2 separate regions of the Mus musculus genome follow, and region 1 is linked to region 2. A link is a contact called in public Hi-C data. All regions are on one chromosome and are shown on one strand. The core of a region is the stretch at or near the end of the contact, and the rest is flanking DNA. Distances in the headings are between cores, read along the strand shown.

Evidence for each region. Hi-C and Micro-C count contacts between places; a contact is called where the count stands out from the background.
Region 1: a Hi-C map of liver shows a contact between it and region 2, with 4 times the contacts expected there. The contact joins two enhancer-like sites. A contact is called at or near these places in 8 of 484 Hi-C or Micro-C datasets (cerebral cortex, embryonic fibroblasts, epidermal suprabasal cells and 3 more) and 2 of 9 other capture datasets (adipose tissue and embryonic stem cells).

Annotation. Positions count from the first base shown.
Region 1 is chr3:10,283,638-10,288,426 of GRCm38.p6, forward strand. It overlaps a transcript of Fabp12 not described here. Among named protein-coding and RNA genes, the nearest start is that of A930014E01Rik, 12 kb to the right of the region's middle. Within about 2 kb of position 1,449, at least 13 of the 459 cell types and tissues checked have an H3K27ac peak or open chromatin away from gene starts, as enhancers often do. A contact at or near this core is called in liver, where this site is marked.
Region 2 is chr3:10,126,909-10,131,644 of GRCm38.p6, forward strand. No RefSeq gene overlaps it. Among named protein-coding and RNA genes, the nearest start is that of Pmp2, 55 kb to the right of the region's middle. Within about 2 kb of position 2,478, at least 3 of the 459 cell types and tissues checked have an H3K27ac peak or open chromatin away from gene starts, as enhancers often do. A contact at or near this core is called in liver, where this site is marked.

The sequences.
Region 1 (4,789 bases), core at 199-2,698, 160 kb after region 2:
ATTCTCTATTAATTATGTAGGTGGTAAAGAAGAAAAGGATGAGTCACAATTATTCCTGGGCTGTAAGCCTGGGGGATTTACACACTGGAAACCTGAAAAACCTTGTGAGTTGCTAAGATCCTGGGACCCATGTGGCAACACAGAGATGATCAATAACTAAGTCTACGTGTCGTCCCTGTGGAAGGCTCAGGATGCATCTGTGCATTCACCTGAGTCTAAGTACAGTTTTCTAACACATACTCAGAACCAGCAGGGCAAGTACTCCCTAACACCCGCCACAGGGAAGGACACCCATGGCAAAATGCACCAGTACCCCATCCCATAGTTCAGTTTGGAGAATTACAAGCTATAAACTGACCTATTTTGATTTTAGATATTAGTTTGCTAAAGTTATGTAACAAATCTCCGTACATTGGCTAGCTTAAAGAACAAAATGACATTTCTTTCTCACAGTTCTGGAGGCCAAACGTTCTGAGACAAATTTGCATGGTCTTGGCTTGCATGGCCAGGCGGTATATCCCCGGCATCCTCCTCCTCCTCTTATAGGGATACTGTCATTGAGGTGCACAGAACGGCCTCGTTGAGCATCCTTTACCTATTCTGGCCTTGCCTCTGAATGCCATCACGCTTTGCGGCCTGGGCATAGGAATTCAACCTGTGAGTGCTGAGGAAGATAATCCACTTCATAACACTCAGTGTGTTTTCTAGCTGTTCTCTTGGGAATAACCAATATTTGGGAATCGGAAACTTAAGATAAAACATTGCTAAGAAGCCTAGCAAGATAGGTCAGTAGATAAAGGCACTTGCCACCAAGCCTGACTGACCAGAGTTCAATTCTAGGAACCTTTATGTGAAAGGAGAAAAGTTACTCCTACAAGTTGTCCTCTGACCTCTATGTGCATGGGTGTGCACCTGCATGTATACATAAATACCTTCATGAACACACCAAAAAAAAAAAAAGTAATTTAAACATTTAAAGGCTACTGAAAGGTTGGTTTCTCCTTCCAAAATGAAAAGGAAATTAATTTATCATGCACGTCCTAGGAAATGCATAGGTAAAAACACAATATGCAACTAAATTTTTATTCTTTAGTTCCATAATTATTTTTAATTTGTTAAGAAAGAGGGAAAAGGGCATTTCCTCTCACTATCTTTGTAGCTCCTATTTCCACAGTGGCATGTGGATAGTGTCCCTCCAAGCATTCATTTTTCCCATGTATGCATGTTCCTGTACCTTCCTTTATAGAGCATGATACAGCAGAAAACAAGGCCATCAGGTCCCCCTCACAGCACTTTTGTAATTCCATTTAAAGCTCAGATAGGCAAATGCACCATCAGAGTAATGTGTGTCAAAGGCTAGATGAAGTCTGGCTCATGATGCCAGAGATGGTCAACACAGTGGCCCTTGCCCAATCTCTGGGATTTATAAAAGGCTTCCACAAGAACATGACATTTCAATAGCTACTCAGAGAATGAGGCAAGCATATTCCAATCAGAAAGTGACTATCACAGTTCCAGGTGAGAGAGTGAGCCAGCTCCCTCAGGGCAGTTGGAAGAATTTCAGTACGCTGGGAAGTGTTATAAGAGGTCGTCAGGAGGATGAGAAGGCCAGCGCACAGGCGTGCCTTAGAGAGTTCATGCACTCCTCTGGCACAGGGGGGCTGTGGGAGAGACTTAAACTGCAGACTTGTACCTCAACGCACTTACTGGGACGACTGGACAGAGCAGACGAGTCAGAGGAGAAGGAAGACACTTGTTAGCTTGCTGGAAGAGTTAAAAGTAAATGATATTGGAAGTAGGGTCTTGACAATAAAGAAAAGTGAACCAGGTGGCTTCTAGTGCTACAGTCAGACCCCACAAAGCACAGTCGAGTTTTCTACTCTATTTTGTTCCCTGGTGTCATAAATGCCTCAAGTACTGCCTGGCACAGAGTAGATTAATTAGATAGCCACTTCTTTTAGGTATCTTATGGAATAGTTAGATAAATAAAGGAGAGAGAGAGAGAGAGAGAGAGAGAGAGAGAGAGAGAGAGAGAGAGGGAGGGAGGGAGGGGGAGAGGGAGAGGCGGAGGGAGAGGGAGAGGGAGAGAGAGAGAGAGAGAGAGCACTCCTGCCTCCACCACCATGCCTGCGTTAGGATCACATTTTTCCCTAAATATTTGTAACTCATGCGGATGTGGGACATAATATGAATTGAAAACACTGGGCAGACTTGGGTTCAGGAGGCTCGTGGTGCTGTTTCTGGGATAGGAAACGAGAGAAAAGCACCAGCTCCTACACCCTTCTCAAATGTCTCAATGGAAATGCAAGGGAGCTGGGGGGCTCATAAGCCATTCCTGCTTTAGGAATATATGAATATTTAGTTTAATTTTCACAAAACCCATGTTCAGTGTGATCATGGCTGGGAGCCTGTAAAGCCAACAGAGGATCAATAGAAGGGGTCTGGAATGTGCCCAGTAAACTTGATTGATTCATTCATTTCTCTCTCTCTCTCTCTCTCTCTCTCTCTCTCTCTCTCTCTCTCTCTCATCACCATGTCACTCAGTCTGACCTCACATTCATGACCCTTGTCCCTTGTGCTCTGCTCTCCAAAGTGCTTGGGTCACACACATGTGTTATCACACTTGATACTGCCAATTAGTACCAACTAGAGCAACATCATATTCTATAGTTAAAATGTGGCTCTTCTATTACTCTTTACCTTAAAAGAATTTTTTTCTGTATTTTGTGTCTTAGTTAGACATCTGTCTATGTGTCTTAGTTAGGGTTTCTATTGCTGCGATGAGACACTATGGCCAATAAGGAAGCTGGAGAGAAGTTTTATTAGTCTTGCACTTCATCAAAGGAAATCAGGGCAGGAACTTAACAGGAACCTGGCCTGGAGGCAGGAGCTGATGCAGAGGCCATGGAAAGGTGCTGCTTACTAGCGTGCTCAGTGCTCTTTCTTATAGAACCCAAAACCAGGGCACTGGTTGTAAAACTTTATCTTAATTTACCTCCTCAAATGACATGGGAATTTTCATGTGCAGATGCTGAGGGTCCGTGTCCCCAACTGATTTTTGATTAATCAATAAAGAGCAATGTCCAGTGGCTGGGCAGAGTGAAAGAGGCAGAACTTTTAGAATTTCCAGGCAAGAAACTTGGGGTGGGGGTTGGGGTGGGAAGAAGGAATTCTGTCACGAGAGGGGGGTAGAACTGACCATGCTGTGAAGGAACAGGCTAAGTGGCTGAAATGCAGGTAGAAAGAAAACGTGGCCCCACCCCACGGGAAGGCTGCCCAGAAAGCAGCAGGGCAGCAAAGATAAAAATGCAGATTTAGAAAGTGTTAACTCAGGAATACTGGAGGGGAGTGTGTGCTAGCCGCAGGGAGGTGTGGAAATGCCCAGCCGTTGAGCTAGTAAGGCATATTAAAAATATCACTGTGCGTGTGCATATGCGTGTGTGTTTCATTCATGAAGCCAGAGCTCCTGGGCGAGTGCAGAACTTCGAGACCTGCCCGGAGCTCAATGTGGATGAAATACCCACCACTACAACCACCAGCCCGGGACTGCACCACCACAATGGGTTGGGCCCTCCCCCGTCAATCACTAATTCAGAAAATGTCCTTGGAAATTATGGAGGCATTTTTTCAGTTACAATTTCCTCTTTTCAGAATACTCTAGTTTGTATCAAGTTGACACAGGACTAGCCATAACAGTGTATTTAGTATACATGTGGAGACCAAACAATTATGCGTGCCATTTTTCAAGCATGGTCTACTTTGGTTTTGCAGACAAGCTCTTTCTTTGGACTAGCTTGCCAAGTAGACTAGGATTTTTCTCCACCCTCCAAATGCCAGGATTACAACTATATGTCAGCACACCCAACTTTTTAATGTGAGTTCTAAGGATTGAATCAGGTCCTCATGACTACCCACAAGCACTTTTACAACTGAGCTATCTCCTTCATCTTTGAGTCACATTTTAATAGAATTTAAAAAAATAAAACAATGAGAAAAATTAAAAATAGAGCAATGAGCCAGATGATGGTCTTAGGTTTGTTTGTTTGCTTATTTGTTTTTTTGTTTGTTTGTTTTTAAATAACGTAAGATGGGGCATTGGGCTAGGCAAAGACAATCTGGTCTCCAGTCCAGCTGAGGTGGAACCCCTGGACCCTGTGGTGATAATTCACCTACGTGGGACAGAAGGAGTTCTCTCATGTCTCCTGGAATTCTGGCTCCTGTCAAAGTTACAGACCCCACAGCCCCCACAGCCCCCACAGCCCCCACAGCTCCCACAGGAGAAGCATGGCTAACAGTCACATAAGCAATGTCCCAAGCTTCTGATCTTCAAGCTAAACTCCTCCCCAGTTACCTAGCAACAGTAAGATAAAGCAGCCCACTATAAGAGGGGCTGTTTGGCCCCTCCTCACTCTCTCACTCCTCTTGCTCTCTTGCTCTTACTCCCCTTACTTTCTCCTTGCTCTCTCCTCTCCTCTCCTCTCCTCTCCTCTCCTCTCCTCTCCTCTCCTCTCCTCTCCTCTCCTCTCCTCCCCTCCCCTCCCCTCCCCTCCCCTCTCCTCCCCTCCCCTCTCCTCTCCTCTCCTCTCCCTCTCCCTCTTACTTTCTAGCCTTTCTTCTCTCTCTGTGCTTTTTTCCCCCTTCTCTCCTCTTGGCCATGGCTAGTCTCTCTCTCTCTCTCTCTCTCTCTCTCTCTCTCTCTCTCTCTTTCTCTCTCTTACCTTTTCTCTTCCCCCTGACTTTCTACAATAAAGCTCTAAAACTATAGACTATCTCTGGATTCAAGTCCCGC
Region 2 (4,736 bases), core at 1,228-3,727:
ACCTCTTGTGTCCAAAGAAACGGTGTCTACAGCAAAGAAACCCCGATTATGCAGTGAAAAGGAGGGCAGAGGATGCCAGAGGACGGAGTGTTGTATTTTTGGGAAAGCCTTAACAGGAACATTAGACTGGAACTGCTGCCAACGCTCTTCATCATGCCAGGAGGGGATCGGATCAAATGGGAGACACCATGGAGACCAGGAAAGAACTGCAAAGAGCTCCTGGCTAGCTCTCAATTCTGAGTTCTCATTAACAGTCATGAAAAACAGACAAGCCTGTCGTGTTCCAGAGCCTTCCGATTTGTGTGAGAGGAGGTTATAGAAAAAGAGTTGCTTGAGATGTCCAGTCACGCCTGGGAACGTCGGTAGGCTGTTTGGTGTGATTCTAATCCTGATCACAGTTTGGGGTACACAAACCACCATCTGCTGTCATGATTTGTCTCGGTCCTTTTAACCGGAGTGTTTTAGCAATCACATTGTGGTGCTTTCAGGTAAGACAAATGCTAAAGGCAAATTAGCCCTGTGAATTAAGGAGCCACGCTATGACAATAAGAATTAGCAAGCAGTCTGCAATGTGTGCTTCCTAAGGGACGGTGTTATGGAAAAATCTCAGCATCAATTCCATTAACCAGAGTGCCACTAACAGTTGCCCTACTTCCCTCTTTTCTAAGCAGACAAATGTTACCCTCATTTCCAGGCCTGTTGAGCTTGCCTAACAATGCAACTGCAAACCCTGCTGTACCTGGAAGAACCCAGATGGTCACGTGAAAACTCATCGATGTTGAAGGTCACTGGGTGCACTGATGTTATTTGTAGTTGTCTGTTGCAATTCCCATAAACTGGAAACTCTGCTCAGGTGATGTCTGGTCTAATGCCTCCTCCCTACTAATGCATTGCCAACACTGAAAAAAGAACTCAACAAGTGATGAGGCTTCAGGAAACATGACCAAAGCAAATCATCTCCCTGATTCCTGCTGTCTGTCAAGCACTGAGTCAGGTTCTGAATATGATCAAACTCCAGTACTGGAAATTTCCACAGTATAGAGATCCAGGGGAACACAGAGAAGGAGGTCTGGCCTCTGCTAGTCATACCTTAATGCACAACATGGTGAAAGAAAGAAAGGTGGCTCAACAGGTAATGTCAATTGCCACCAAGCTAATCACCTGAGTTTCATCTCAAGACATACACAGTGTGAGGAGAGAACCGGCTTCTGAAAGTTGTCCTCTGATCTCTACATGTGTATGTCATTGCAACTCTCCCTAAATAAATCAACAAGTAAACAGTTTTGAAAAGAAAGACTTGGGGAGTTACAGTAGGGGGGCAGTTAAGCTGGTAATGGACCAGGATGTAGCAATCAGCAGACAAAGTAGAAGAATGAGACTATTCTAGACAAAAAGAATAGGGTGCTTAGCCAGGCAATGGTGGTACACACATTTAATCCTAGACCTTGGGAGGCAGAGGAGGCTCTAAGTTCAAGACTAGCCTGGTCTACTGAGCGAGTTCCAGGATAGCCGGGGCTACACAAAGAAATCCTTTCTAAAAAAGAGCAAGCAAAAAGAGAAAAGCCAAAACCAAAACCAAACCAAACCAAAACCAAGGTGCTTAAAGTGCTTTGAGGTTTGTGAATCTATAGGAAACCATATGTAAAAAGCATGACCAGCACTCCGGCCCTGTGAGGTGGCTGGCAAAGGCTTGAAAGGCAACCAAAGAGAACTTCAGCCAGTTCAGGAAGGCACTGAGGATAATTGCACTGGAGAATGTTGGACTCTGCATAAGTGGATGAAGGATGGGGATGTAAGAGCAAGGTACCCTGTCTTACAGGGACCACTGATGAAACAGATGCCTGGATTCGAAGGCACTCACCAGGATGGCAGTGGTTATGGCCAATAGATAGAGGCTGAGCTAACAGGATTAGCTAACTAAAGGAGGTGTGGATTACACAATGGCTTCTTTCTGCAAAGATGAATATACCCAGATGGCGTTTATTATGGCAAAAGACAGAAGAGCAGGAACAGCTTCTGGGAAATGAGTTTGGCTTAAAGATGTCATTGAGGGCATCAGCATTGATAATTGCATGGTGATGAAGACCAAGTCATTGGAATGTGTCCCCAAAGCTCGAAAAACAATGCCAAAGCTGAAACTGCGTTAGGAATGGTCTTCTTTAGGAGTGATGATTGCAGCTTTAAATGAGATCAGGAGACATGTCAGCGAAAGAGACAGGAAACTACGGACTGAAGATTGAGTAGAGAGAGCATAGAGTGTCATGGTGGGAGTGGAGTGCTGAGGGTGTAGCCATAGAAACCAGAGAGGGGTTCTTTACAAAGGAGAGGAATGGTCAGTGTCTGATGATGCAGAGGACTTAAGGACCTATGATGTTACGGGTTGTGACTATAACCAGGTCAGGATTGACAGAAAGGATTATTTGCTAGTCTTGGATCTGCTGGGCTTAGGTCACCTTCACATTGGATCCAGATTTGACTTCTGAGCAACCATTGATTTCTGTTTCATGAAACAAAGTACATTTCATGATACTTTTGGATGTGCCGGCTCTTCAGAGAAATGAATGTTTTTCAGTAATTGAAGAACTAGACGAGGATAAAAGTGTTGGAACAGTGACCTGTATAAAGGGAGAAGCAGCACAGGAAGGCCCACCCTTCTCCACTTCTGAGCCAGGGGGAGTTTCTGGCTTGTGATAGTTAACTCCTGGGATGTTTGAACAAGTTTAGTGTTGCCTCAGTTGATAATTGAAGGATACCATAAAGGTGAAAGGGGAGGGAAGAGTGGCTTGTTACATGAGATGTTCTATGTTTATGGTTGGAAGTAGTATCCCTGAAGGCAGGCAAAAGGGAAGGTAATAGGAATAAACTCAGCACAAAGGGTTTGTGGTAGAGCTCAGTGCCTGAATTTCTTGCAATGGACACCAAGTAGGGCTGACTTCTAACTTCAGACCTTGTTCCTTAGAATAGTATGAAGGCATTGCAGAGATAATTTGCTCCTGAAGGACGAGCTTCATCTTGAGAGATGGACAGAACTCCCAAGGACAGGACACACACCTGTAACACAACAGACTGGAGGCTGAGGCAGGAATCACATAAGATGCTGCCAACCAAAGACAGGGTATGGTGGCACTTGCATTTAATCCTAGCACTTGGGAGGCAGAGGCAGGTAGATCTATGAGTTTGAGGCCAACCTGGTCTATATAGCACGGTACAGGCAAGACATGACTGCATAGTGGATTGTTTATCAAAACAAACAAAAAATTCACAAACGAACAAATAAAACCAATACAACAACAACAACAACCAAACAAAAAGAAAAAGCAGACCTGATTAGAAAGAATCAAAGATCGAAGCCAAAATGGGACACTAAGTTTCAGATATCTGAGGCTGAGACCATATTCCCTTCATTTTCTGTTCCTAGAAGATTTCATGATTAATAGGATATTAAAGCCTCCTAAATAGCAATTTGATGATCACATAGAGTAGGCAATGCATGGTCTTATGAAAGCACATGTTACAATGTTACATGTGACACAACCATTGGGTTGTGAGGATATCCAGCTATAGAAGTACTCAGAAGCTCATGGAGTGGTAAGGACAAGTCTGCCAGAATGTGATAGGAGGGAAAAGAGGCAGGGGCTCAGGGTCAGGATCTATGTCCCAAGAGAAGAGGACAGAGTTAATATCTAAGTGCTAATACTGAGGAGTAGTTGCTAAAGCAAGCCCAGGACTAGAGAGTAAGACAGGAGCCTTGCTATCAGGCTGGCTATGAAATCCTTCCTTCCCTGGTGGGTTAAGTGTCTTCTACATGCCAAGTATATCACTAACATCAACAATAAGCAAATATTCTTGTAGGAAATGAAGCAAACCTGTGAGAGTTAAGTAAAGTTCTAAGAACAATGTAGGAATGCAGTAGGCAACGAGGGAGATGTGAGTTTTGATCTTAAGTTGGGTATTGTGGTGTCATTGAGGAGCCATTGAATAAAGATACAGACAGAGAGCTAGTAGAGTGATTCACTTGAAGAAGGGTGGTTTGGGAGAGGGGGAGAAGGAATAGCTCAGAGGTCCTGAGGCTGCAGTAGACATGGAACTTTCTAGAAACAGGAGGGCTTAAAGAACAATGAAGTCAGAAAGTGAAAATGCATATGATGACAAGGTTAGAGGGGAGGCAGAAAGGCACAGATAAGTTTGACCGGTTGGGATAGGGCAGGCATACTGAAACCTTGCTTCTCTAGGAGCAACACTGATCCTCCAGACCAAGGTGTGCTGGGAGATACTACAAGGGCCTGAAAGTTTGGGAAACAAGTGGGTGCTGTCAGCTAACCTCAGGCAAAAACACTGGAAAAACAAGTATTTCCGCAACCTCTAATTCCCTTTTCCCAGAACTGACTGAGGGAGAGGCTCTCTTGTCCTCTATGCACAGCACTGACCTGAGGGAGAGACTCTCATATCCTTCTCCCAGCACTGACCTGAGGGAGAGACTCTCATGTCCTCTATGCACAGAGAAGCACAAGCATTAGCTTCTTGACTTTTTATGAAGCAAGGATTATTTCAATTAATTATTTCATGAAGGTTTTCACAGCCAAAGAAGCACAATGCTTGAGTTCAGCGGCACTGACGATGGCGTGCTTGGACACGTGTCTGGCTATCTGTAGCTGGTTGACTCTTAGCAACTCCCCATGTGAACAGTAACGGGTGTCCAAACAGAACTCCCACTTTTATAGCCTCTCTGCCAGTGA